Linked DNA regions of Sus scrofa: regions 2 and 3 are each linked to region 1. The links are chromatin contacts, called in public Hi-C maps. All regions are on one chromosome and are shown on one strand. The core of a region is the stretch at or near the end of the contact, and the rest is flanking DNA. Distances in the headings are between cores, read along the strand shown.

Region 1 (3,929 bases), core at 487-2,986:
TGTCAGCAATCCCTCCTGGTCTCCACACCAGAGCATGTGGGGTATCAGGGTATCGTCTAGTCTGCTCTAAGTGAATTTACAGCCCCCTGCAATGCAACAGGACACTGACATTCCAAAAAGGAAATTTGATCTCACCCTAACTCAGCTGCGCTCTTCATCTTTCCTGAAGGGGGTTCCCATCTATTTGTTTCAGGACAAAGACAAACTGTCTGCTGTCAAATACCTCACAAAGAGAGAGAGAAACCACAAAAATTCATTAATGCCTATGTGATTCTCAAGCTCTGTACAAATAGAAAATCAAGGTGCTTCATCCTGTAATGAATCAAGTAGCAGAAGAAACCATTTCTTATCTAGCGTTACTCCCAATTAAATGTTTCATATGTGGCTTTTATGGGGACTCTAAGCTTTCAGAGTTTCAAATGCTACTTACTATAATATAACTAGAAATTTTATCCCCTTGCTTTTGTTTTTAGATTAATAAGTGCAATTTATTTGGAAGGAACTTCCACAATTTTTTCTAAAAAAAATTTACGACTTTTAGTTAACTTCGTGCTATTCAGCTAAAGCCAAGCTTAGCTGAGCTTTTCTCTTAAACAAAACAGACATCATTTATGTGATTTATATTTTCAATAGGTAACCATATTAGTTTTCATCCACATAATGTTCATTTCCAATCCCTAGAAATGATTTCTAGAGAGAGCAAATTTGCCACACATACAGCAACTAGCATATAAATATGTATCATGGAAATTTTTCCACACAGAGAGAAAACGTCATGATTTGGTTTGGAAAACAAATCTTTTCAAAGTTGTGAAAAATAGGACATGTTCCTGCCTTGAAGGCAAGATCTGTCACTGATAGTCATTCTAGTTATTCTGCACCTGTAACCAGTTTTCCCTGAATTACCTTGAGATATTCATTGTGTGTGATCAGGTGAAAATATATTGTAACCTCAAAAAGAAAAACAAACAAACAGCAGCAACAACAAAAAACTTCTTTTTCTTGAATGTGTCCGTAAAGGGCAATCTTTCTTAATGGAAAACAGCTTTTGTTTTCCAAATCACATTTGAACTGTTAAATGATTGAGTTTCAAAAACTCAGGGCAATAAACACATTGGAAAACATTGCCACCTACGATTATCTATTGTGAGAGAGAATCTATTTTTTTCCATCATCAAATATTAAAAAATAGAAAAAGTAATCATACTTTTTGCCCACCTTCATATAAAAGAAACCCATCTTATCTTATGAGTCCCTTCTAACAACATTATAGTGTTTTCTGCCAGTAACTAGTCAAGGTTTTGTATTGTGTCTCTAAAACTATATATATACACCTTAGAAACCAGCTGCTACGGTCCATGTTCCCAATTGCCCATATGACACCCTCTAGCTCCTCTTCAGGATGTAGTATACTGTGTCCTCAGGGATCAACCTGCCTGCCCCCAAAGATTCTTCCATAGCTGACCAATAGCCTGCAATCCCTCTTACAGTGGCTGTAAGCATTATTAGGATCAATCCAAGTTTCATTTCTCCAGAGTCTTCTGCAAGGTCTTAAAGAAATCTTTCCGGTATTTGCTCTGTCCCTACCTCTCCTGCAGGGCTGGAGGTGTCTGGAAGAAGGCATTGAGAGCGGTGTGGCTGCCTTCTGGGAGCTTCTGGGCCAGCATGGAGCTAGAGGAGGGCACAGTGTGGGCAGCTGGAGGAAGAGGAGGAGGAGTAATTGTGTGCCACTGCAAACATGATATGGTGCCAACAAAAACACCATTCTTTTCCCCAAGAAATTCAAAGTGCTTTGCAAACATTAACTCATGAGCCCAAGTAGTCATGGAGCAATTATTTTATTATGCCCTTAAGATAACCACTGTAAGGAAAGTCCTGAGGAAAAAGAGTCTATTCATTGTTTCATTAGACCTCAGGTATTTATTGAGTACTTACTCTGTACTGGATACTGGGGGTGGACAAACAAGAAAGACAGCCAAGATCTATGCTCCTCCAGGCTCTTATGCTAGTCCATGCCCTCTTTTTGCCCAATCAGGGCACTAAGCACATGGCTATACTACTTAATGTACTTATTTACATTTTATTTTGCCCAAATTGTTTAATGGAATGTTCTCCATCCTTCAGAATGTCTATAATGTGCTAAGTGCTGAGCAAACGCACAAAAGAAAATTTCTCAACTTACCTGTAAATCTCTTTACGATGGTAGAAATTGGGAATATCCAAAGTGCGTTAAGACACCATAAACAAAGCTTTATTGTGAGCAATCCTAAATGTTTGTGGAATTACTGTAGGCAGACAAAAAGAGTTAAGATCATAGTATCATTCCAAGCAGTTTGTATAAATAATCTGGGTTTTTAAAAATGACTAATCATATGAGCAAGCATATTTGGTGAAGCAGAGAGCTTTTATCCATGGGTCTTTTTCTGACCTTTTTTTTTTTTTAAATTTTATGTGACAAAATGGCTGGGCAGATCTAGAAAATGACTTATGTTGTTTCTAAATACTTCTCCTTAAGCAATGGACTCCAGATATTTTAAGGTATATGGTTATCCAAGACTAACTGGACAAAAGACGTTGCTTTTTTTAAATGTGTCTTTCTGATGAATCAAAAAGAATTTAAGCTGCTGTGTCTTAAAGATGTAAGATAATGATTCTAGTCTGTCCTGGGAGTCACTAACCCAACCCCGTTTTGATGAAATCTAGGGGCGTTGCAAGTCTCACTCAGCAACTTACACATGTTTTGAAAGTCAGGGGGAATTATAACCCTATCTAAAACCCAACTTCCCTCCCTCATAAACACTTCCTTGACTAAACACAGTATAACAGAGGTATAATATTGATTTGGCACTCAAGTATGTTAGTTAACACACGTGTCGTGAAATTCAAGCTCCATATCTTAGTTAAATAGCATCCACACTGGGCCACAAACTACTAGTCCAGCCTCAGCCTCATGTCCCTATTTTTCTCAGTACAGCACAGATTTTAATAATTTTCACTAAATCATACTTATTAAACCCTCTGCCTTGAGGGCTACACACCACTGGTTCTAACGCAGGCACACATGCATTCTGTCCACCTGGAAAATTGTTCATTTTTCAAGACCAGATGACATCTAGTTTTTACTTCTCTAGTTCCCACACCAAGCTTATCACATATTTATTTAAACAGATGTGTAACTAAAACCTAAATATGTATAAATATATTCTTTCATATTTTTTAGCGACTAGTATTAAACTTTGTTGAATTTGAATTTCCTACAAAACATCACTATAGCACTTAATGAAGTTGGTAAGGTGATCAATTATACTTGGGTTTACTCTTCAGGTGAAGCACAAATGGGATTCTTAAAAACTTTTATTAAAAGAAGCTGTTAATAAAGAGAATACAATTAAATTATTAAGTTCAAAATTTACTATTTTTTTTTGAAAGGCGACAATAGCAATGTCAACACCATTGTCATTCAGCTTTTTACCCTTTAAATGATCCAGGATCATATTATACTCCAATTATCATAATGACACTGAAGAGAAAATGGTATACTTGTGGAAATGCCACAGGGGACAAGAAAGAATTAACCTTTGAAAGCAGTGACAATACTAGCTGAGGCTACTTAGTTCTGGTTTCAAATCAAACAGGAAGAGAATGGAGGGATAGTGAAAGACTCAGAACAAAAGAGGAAAGGAAAACAGGGAGAGATTATGTTGCTGCAGAAGATCATCCTTAGAATTCATTTTTGTTATTATTCTCTTTATGAAAGTGAGAAAAGTAAATGTTCCAGTAAGTTGTACAGAACATAATGACAGGCAGTTAGAGTTAAAGACTACCTAGTAAAAGATATTCTGCCTCTAGAGCCATTCACAAAAATTATTTGGAGGGCATCCTGCTTTCTTTTCATTCTCTAGATTTGAAGTACTGATGATCTGTTTTCT
Region 2 (3,600 bases), core at 708-3,207, 340 kb after region 1:
CATTGTTCCAAGTTCACAACTAACTAATGACATAGATGAACCAGAATCCATTTCCCGGATTCTATTCTGTAATCCCATCACAGTGGGGATTGCTCACTTCACGTTACACCATCTCTCTTCACTGCCCTGCAACTTGGTGGTCACATCCAACATCCAGGTAACAGGTGAGGGGAATGGAACCGCAGCAGCTACATCTATACAGAGACCTGATGTTAACAGTTAATTCCTAGAGAAATTATGAAACCCTTTAGAGATTAGAACATTACAACTAAAGACATTTTTAAAGAGGATTAGAATGGCTCATGTTTGACCTCTGAGAGGACTCTAAGTTAATACAGAGTTTCCTTCAGGGGTGGCATGTGAGAAAGTGGAATGTGGTTCACAGACAAATCTTTTTCATCTTATTAAATCACTGCGTATGTATTTTTATAGTTACCTTCCATTTAGTTCCATGGGATACTGGTTTTCCCATTTCCAATAGTGACATTAATTTCCTTTTAAAAAATATGTTTAAAAACCAATTTAAATGAAATGATTAAGAAAATAATGTTAGAAATGGCATCTGGATATGAAAAAAAATCATAAAGGTAGTACATGTATGAAAGAATCTTGGGAAACAATTTTCAAAGAGGTATTTTTTTCCTGGTAAGATTAAGATTCAAAAAGGTATATCTATTATTTGTGTTACTTTGCTTAACATTTCTCACAGGAGGATTTCAAACATGGTTTTTATGCCACAGCCCACATGGAAAACTACTAGATAAAAGGATGGAACTGCTCATGATAGAGGTGACAGCAGCCTAGGAGATTCCAATTCCCCTTGGCCCTGCCTCACTGCTGGAGATTTCAAAGAATCAGTACCTCAGGCGTCCCTTTAACCCAAGAGGGTGCACTCACTGAGAAGCCCTGACGTACCTCAAGGCAGGTTCTCTTTCTGAAACAGGAACAGAAATGAAAGGACAGCTCTGTTCCCTGCTAATAAGTAAGTACACATGTGACCGCAAAGACGTCATCCCGCCATCCCCATCACAGTTCACAGGCATAAGGAACTGAGCACATCTTTCAGAGTCAAGACCAACGGCATTGTCTGAAATCTGTTAATTCATTTGTTACTTATCATGGAAGTCTCCATGATGTAGTAGAGCCAACGTAAATGGTTACATATTGCTATATGGTTAGGCCCAACTGAAAATATTGATGATATAGTTGTCAGGAGAGGTTGAAGGGCCTAGGACAAATGCACAGCCATGCTCTGAGCTGAGCTATGACAAGACACCTTATATCTCACACAGCCCCAAATCTAGAGAGAGAAGCTCCACAAGGGTTCTAAGCACTTGCTAGTTGTGGAGGTCTCATGAGAAAAGGAGCATATCATTCATGGATGCTCAGGCCATTAGAAGGTGGTCATCATAGACATGCCTTGGTGAAGGGCAGCTCTTCAAGGCATATCAAGGAAAAATTTGCTTTAATAAAGTTTTGCTGGCTTCTCTGGCTATTTTGTCATGAGGTCACTGGACTGCCCCCCTCTGGTCTGTATGTTAAATCAGGGTTGTGAAATTCCAGAAATCAGTGGGGGAAAAAAATCCTTCCTTCTGACTCTGCCTCCTTATTCCTGCCCCCAACCACTCTCAGGAATATGGAGATGGAGTCAGAAGGAAGGATTTTTTTCCCCACTGATTCCTATACCTATAAATTGAGTGGTTGGGGGCAGGAATAAAATAATCAAACCTGAAAGGAATTATTTGAATGAATATTTTTAAGTTTCCCTGATATGATTCTTCCCTTTGTTCAAATCTTAATATACACTAGAGCAGTGAAATAAAATCATGAAACAATATCAGATATTAAGTTGCTGAAGAAAATAAGAGCTGTCATGGTTTCCGTACACAAGCCCATTGTGCTTAGGAACAGAAGCACATGCCGTTCCTTGGCAAGCCCAAGGACTTATCAGAAGAGGTTTTCCAAAGTATGTGTGCCAAACATAAGCTTGTTCTAACAAGTATTTCCTAGTCCCCACCCCATTAAGAGAGGCAACTTGGCCAGCAGGGTTTTTTTCTGTGTGAGATGCAAACACTTCTTGACATATTTCAACACTGGATTCCACCACAAAATAATCAAAGCCAGTCACAGTGAAATAATTTCCACATAGCCCTCCTGTGGGTGGTGAAGAGGAAACACGTGTAGTACCAGGGGATGCAGTGGCATAAAGAGAGGTGGGGAGAGGGCAGCTGAGGTCTGCAAGCAGCCACCATCACTCAGGTCCAGTGGAACAGTAACAAAACTCATGGCAATGGCATTGAGCATGTAGCATATGCCACACATGTGCTTGATGCTTTACATACATCTCTCACTTAATCATCAGAACCCTTTAAAGTGCATACTGTTATTGTACTTTTTGGATGATGAAACTGATGTGACTGAGTCAGAGGCTGATTCCAGAGCCCACAGTATTAGTGATAACATTTCACTGCCTCAAGCGGGCCCAGAAGAGGCACCATCCAGCTGCACAGAGGCTGCTGCCGTTGACACAGGCCTCTGTGTGCTGTGTGATAGCCACATGGAGAGCCACAGCAAGCAAAGAAACACCTCACAACACGTTGTGTAAGAACCAAACACAATAATGGAACATGTGTCCCGTCGTCTAAATGCATTTGCTGGTACAATCTGGGTACACTGCCTTTTCAAAAGCTCCATATAGAGATTCCTCAAAAAAGTAAAAATAGAGTTGCCATATGATCCAGCAGCCCCACTCCTGGGTATATACCCAGACAAAACTATAATTCAAAAAGATACATGCACCCTTCTGTTTAATGCAGCACTGTTTATAATAGCCAAGACATGGAAACAACCTAAATGCCCATCAATAGATGAATGGATAAAGAAGATGTGGTATACACACACACACACACATACACACACACACACACACACACACACACACAAAATGGACTATTACTCAGCTATAAAAAAGAATGAAATAATGCCGTTTGCAGCTACATGGATGGACCTAAAGATTATCATACTAAGCAGAGCAAGTCAGAAAAAGATAAATACCATATGATATCACTTATATGTGGAGTCTAGAATATGACACAAATGAACTTATCTACAAAACAGAAACAGACTAAGACATAGAGAACAGACTTTGTGGTTGCCAAGGGGGGGGAGGGAAGGACTGGGAGTAGGGGATTAGCAGATGTAAACTAGTATATATAGGATGGATAAGCAACAGTCCTACTATATAAGACATTTAAATCACAGTGAGGAGTTCCCGTTGTGGTGCAGCAGAAACAAATCCAACTGGTATCCATGAGGATGCAGTCAATCCCTGGCCTCACTCAGTGGGTTGGGGACCTGGTGTTGCCATGAGCTGTGGTGTAGGTCACAGATGCAGCTTAGAACCCGTGCTTCTGTGGCTGTGGCATAGGCCAGCAGCTGCAGCTCTGATTTGTCCCTAGACTGGGAACTTCCATATGCCTCAGGTGTAGCCTTAAAAAGCAAAAAAAAAACAAAAACAAACAAACAAAAAAAAAACCACACACACAATGAAAACACTCTGGGTAAAAGTCCATAGTAGACTGAGTCCCATGCTGCTGAATG
Region 3 (4,062 bases), core at 1,118-3,617, 470 kb after region 1:
AATCCATTTCTGTCCCACTCCTCCTTCCCTAAGAAGGCTAAACTACTCAACCCACCTTACCTAAAAGCCTATCATGATCACCACAGGACTAGTTCAGTGCAATCGAGGGTAAGATAGAGGCATAGTCTTCATTTACTGATTCAATAACTGCTATCTGCACAAAATTTAAATCACTACTTTAAAAAAAATTACTATACTATTAATGCCATTAAATCCCTCACTTCTGAAATGAATTAGTTACATTCCTGATGATGGCATACACCTCCATCTTTACTCTCCATCCTTGGTATTCTTTTACGTTACTTAGAGGTAACAAGAAACTTATTGAGATTCAAATGCTCACTCTCTTCCAAGGTACAAAAGTGGTACAACTACTACCTATATCAAGTTTTATTGAAAACCACTCTCTCCTATTCAGGTAAAATACACTTATACTGCTAGAAACGTAGAGAATGAACCCATCCCGGCCCTTGATTTTTTGCCATCTCTCCAGAATTTATCAGAACATCATTCACCACCTTTGAGTATTTTTACAAGGGGCGACAGTAGAAATTAGATTACCCAACACAATTCCATCAATCTAAGGCCTACACATCTCAGCCTCAAAAGCCTTGTTTTTTTAATCCCAGGGCAGAAAACAAAAACAACTGAATCATACACCACACACACACAAAAGTGATTTGGTCTTGGAAGCCAGGTGATTCAAGTCCTGTCCAGGCCTAAGATAGCCTCTTGAGCCTTGTGTCCCCATCAGTGAAATGCAGAGGACTCATACTTCATACTCAAGCATACTGTAAAAGTGGATGGAGAGGCCAGTGTATGAGGTCAGCACAAGTCTGGTGGTGTCTGCTGGCTGCCCAAGCCGCACCCCCACCCCCCACCGCCAGCCACCCACCTCCAGAGACAAGTGCCAGGACATACTATAGTGTTTCCATTTAAGGCCCGCCACTTGGATCAGCCCATCTCTTGAAATTTCTTACCACTACCTTTCCAGGAAGAATTTTTTTGGGGGGAAAGGGAGGTGGTATCTATTTTTTGCCACCGCCTTTCCTTGAGCTGTCAGAGCAGTCTGCATCTCTGGGACAGGATTCTTTTAAAACCACTGGGTTGATCTGTGTCTAAATGCCAGGGCTTCTTTTCGAAAATACAAAAAATCTCTATGAAACAAGTTTCTTTTCTCATCATCTAACCTCAATCACAGACACACACTTCAAAAAAGAAAGCAAAGAAAGCCCAATAAAATTAACATCCACTGTATTACTTGGCTACCTCTCTCCCAGAGCCGTATTAAGCACAACTTTTTCACCAAGACTTTTCCTCTGCTAGGAGGTTGAATGTTTTTTTTTCCCTAAGTAGCTTCCTCTATAGCTTCTCTCCCCTGCAAAGAGCGTTCAAAACTCCGGAGGAAAAGGGGGGTCGGAGCTGAGTGGGAGACAGATCTGGCACAAACTGGGCAGAGCTGAGATACTCAAGAACCCGACGGGTTAGTGAGTCCAACAGTCCGAGGCCCACATATATCAGCGCGCCCAAGGTTCTAGCCTCACTGTTTTGGTTACAGTGTTGAAGGAAGGGTTTTAAACTTGGCAAAGTACCGTGCAACATCTGTAACCACATTTGCCTTCTGGGGATCGGAAGATGAATCCCACATTCCTGGCTTTGAAGCTTTTTGAAACTGCAGCTAGGAAGAACGGAGGGAGGGAGGGCATTGAGCAGAGTTTATTGGCTGTCTCTCCAGCAGAAAATTCCTCTTGGAAGAGACGGATATTTTGAAGGTGGGGGGTGATTCGCCCATCCCTTTACTCTCTACGAAGCTCAGCTAGGAAGGTGAGCCCCGTGGCCAGGCGGCCAGATCGATTTACAAGTCAGAGGCGCACACCCTGAAGGAGTTCACTACATGCATATGCGCACACACATACATACATACATATACACACACACACACACACACACACACACACACACGACCACCCACTCCTTGCCTCTGCCCTCTCCCATATCCCACTGGCAGTTCAGGGCCACAGCAAGACAGTTTTTTTCCGCGGCTGCTTCCCCCACCAAGAGTGGATCGGCTTGGGGGAGAAAGGAATGAAAGCGAGGGGGAAGCACCGCTGACGCCCACCCTCCCACCCCCATTCCCTGCCCCTTCTCCTGCCTAGGCTCCCTCCTCCCACGGTCCTCCGGTCTCTGGCAGGGGCGGCCGGCGACCTGCCCTCACCTCTGGTCCCGCGGCGGCGGGGGGCTGAGCCGGGGAGGCGGAGTGCGAGCCAGCCGGGCGCTGCAGGTCGGCGCGGCGCGGGGCGGGGCGGGGCGGTGCAGCCGGCGAGGGAGCCCGGAACTCCGCGGGGCCGAGGGCGGGCGACCGGCCCCGAGCGGCGGCGGCGGCGGCGGCGGCGGCTGCGGCGGGCGGGTACGGCGAGCCGGTGCTGGGGGCCAGGGGCTTTCCAGCCCTGGGGCCGGTGCGGCTGGCCGAGGAGCAGCCTGGCAGAGACAGCGGCGGCAGCGGCAGCGGCAGCCACCCCGGGAAAAGAGCCGGGGGAGGGAGGGGAGGCGGGGTGAAGAGGAGGCGGAGGAGAAGGAAGGGGAGGAGGGCGGGCGGAATAAACTTCCCGAGGCGCTGCGGACAGGGCTGGGAGGACTGCAGCGGGCGGGGCGGGCCGGGTGGGGGCTGGCCGGGGGGCGGCGGGGGAGTCGGTCACTGAGAGTAGAAAAGTTCCCCCAGCGCCGAGGGGGAGGCTGCGGCGGCGGCGGCGGCTGCAAAGAGCAGGAGCGGGAGCGGGAGGAGCGGGAGGAGGAGGAGAAGGAAGTGGCTGCGGAGCGCTCGGCCAATGAGTGTCTGGAGCTGTGATTAACCAGGCAGCAACACATCATTTCCTCCCGGCGCGGTTCCAGGGAGCCGGGAGGGAGAGGGAAGGCGGCGGGGCGGGGCCGTTCCCGCGCCCCCTGCAGGCGCCCGGCCCGGGGCGAGCCCGCCGAGCCCCGCCGAGCCTGGCCGAGCCGCCCCCGGCGCGCCCCACGCTGTCTGGCCAGCCCAGAGGAGGCTGCGAGCGCGCCTCCCGCGGGGCTCCTTCGAGGCGGGGAGGCGGCGGGGCAGGCCTGAGCCGGGCTCCCGCGGCCAGGGTGGGAGGCAGAGAGGCCGCACGGCGGGGTGAGAGCCCAGGTAGGCGCGGGCGGGGCTGTCTGGACAGCTCCCGGGGGCGCGCGGGGTGGGCGGGCCGGCGGGCGGGCTGCCTCCCCGGCCCGGGACTGCGGGTTGCGAGCGGTTGGAGTCCTGCCTGGCCGACTGGATTCTCACAGAGAAGCCTCGGCATTCTCATCCAGGCCATTTCTGACCTGCCTTCAAATCCCCTTCCACTTTGCTCATTTCCCCTCAAGGTCTGGGGTTATGCAAGAGCTTGCCATTTTCGCAGTACACCTCCTTATTTAAAAAAAAAAAAAAAAAAAATGGGGGGGTACAGGGGCGGGGGTCTGCGGTAACCTACCGCTGTCCTAGGCGCCATGAGAGCTTACAGTGGAAAGGAAGGAACATTCCCCGCCACAGAGAGGCTGACAACCTCGGTCCTTGGATACACAAAAACACTCCAGTGTTCTAATATTATCCAGAGCATCAAAAAGGCATGCGAGGATCGAATTTTGCATGGTGCCTGCAGAGTGTAAGGAAAGCACCAGGCCATTTTCTCTACCCTCTAGAAGTTTAGAATGTATAACCCCATCACAAAGCCAAATATAAGCGTGAAACCAATAACTGGGAATACCATAAAGTATTTTTATCTCTGCAGGTTCATTCATGCAGCAGGCATTTACTGGGTGACTGTCTGCTGTACTGCAAAAGGTTGCAAAGAAAATGGAAGATCTGGTCCCTGCAGGTCAGGAGTTGACAATTTAATTAGAAACACAAAGCAAATATACATGAAACTGCTAGAAAAGAATACCTAGGTATTATATAAGCACAAAGATGCAGAAGGCTGGGGCATTTTTCCATAAGGGGAAGGGCTTTATGATTGGTGAGAAACAGGAGAAGAAATTCCAGGTCAATCAAACAAGAATCCTTGTATGTATCCTCCC

The links. Hi-C and Micro-C count contacts between places; a contact is called where the count stands out from the background.
Region 2: a Hi-C map of embryonic fibroblasts shows a contact between it and region 1, with 3 times the contacts expected there. The contact joins the enhancer-like site here to the promoter of CYTIP in region 1. A contact is called at or near these places in 4 of 47 Hi-C or Micro-C datasets (alveolar macrophages, embryonic fibroblasts, fibroblasts and 1 more).
Region 3: a Hi-C map of embryonic fibroblasts shows a contact between it and region 1, with 2.2 times the contacts expected there. The contact joins the promoter of ACVR1 here to the promoter of CYTIP in region 1. A contact is called at or near these places in 4 of 47 Hi-C or Micro-C datasets (embryonic fibroblasts, fibroblasts and liver) and 1 of 2 datasets of contacts at active chromatin or transcription factors (alveolar macrophages).

What each region holds. Positions count from the first base shown.
Region 1 is chr15:64,419,570-64,423,498 of Sscrofa11.1, forward strand. CYTIP (cytohesin-interacting protein) reads right to left here and starts at 1,737. Exons shown (of 9, transcript XM_021074749.1): 1 at 1,588-1,737; 2 at 1-86.
Region 2 is chr15:64,764,079-64,767,678 of Sscrofa11.1, forward strand. The region is part of intron 9 of ACVR1 (activin receptor type-1); the gene reads right to left. It overlaps LOC102166560 (a long non-coding RNA gene), which reads left to right. Exons shown (of 3, transcript XR_002339475.1): 2 at 1-982. Among named protein-coding and RNA genes, the nearest start is that of ACVR1, 130 kb to the right of the region's middle. Within about 2 kb of position 1,958, at least 14 of the 83 cell types and tissues checked have an H3K27ac peak or open chromatin away from gene starts, as enhancers often do. A contact at or near this core is called in embryonic fibroblasts, where this site is marked.
Region 3 is chr15:64,889,286-64,893,347 of Sscrofa11.1, forward strand. It overlaps ACVR1 (activin receptor type-1), which reads right to left and starts at 2,368. Exons shown (of 11, transcript XM_001927798.7): 1 at 2,216-2,368.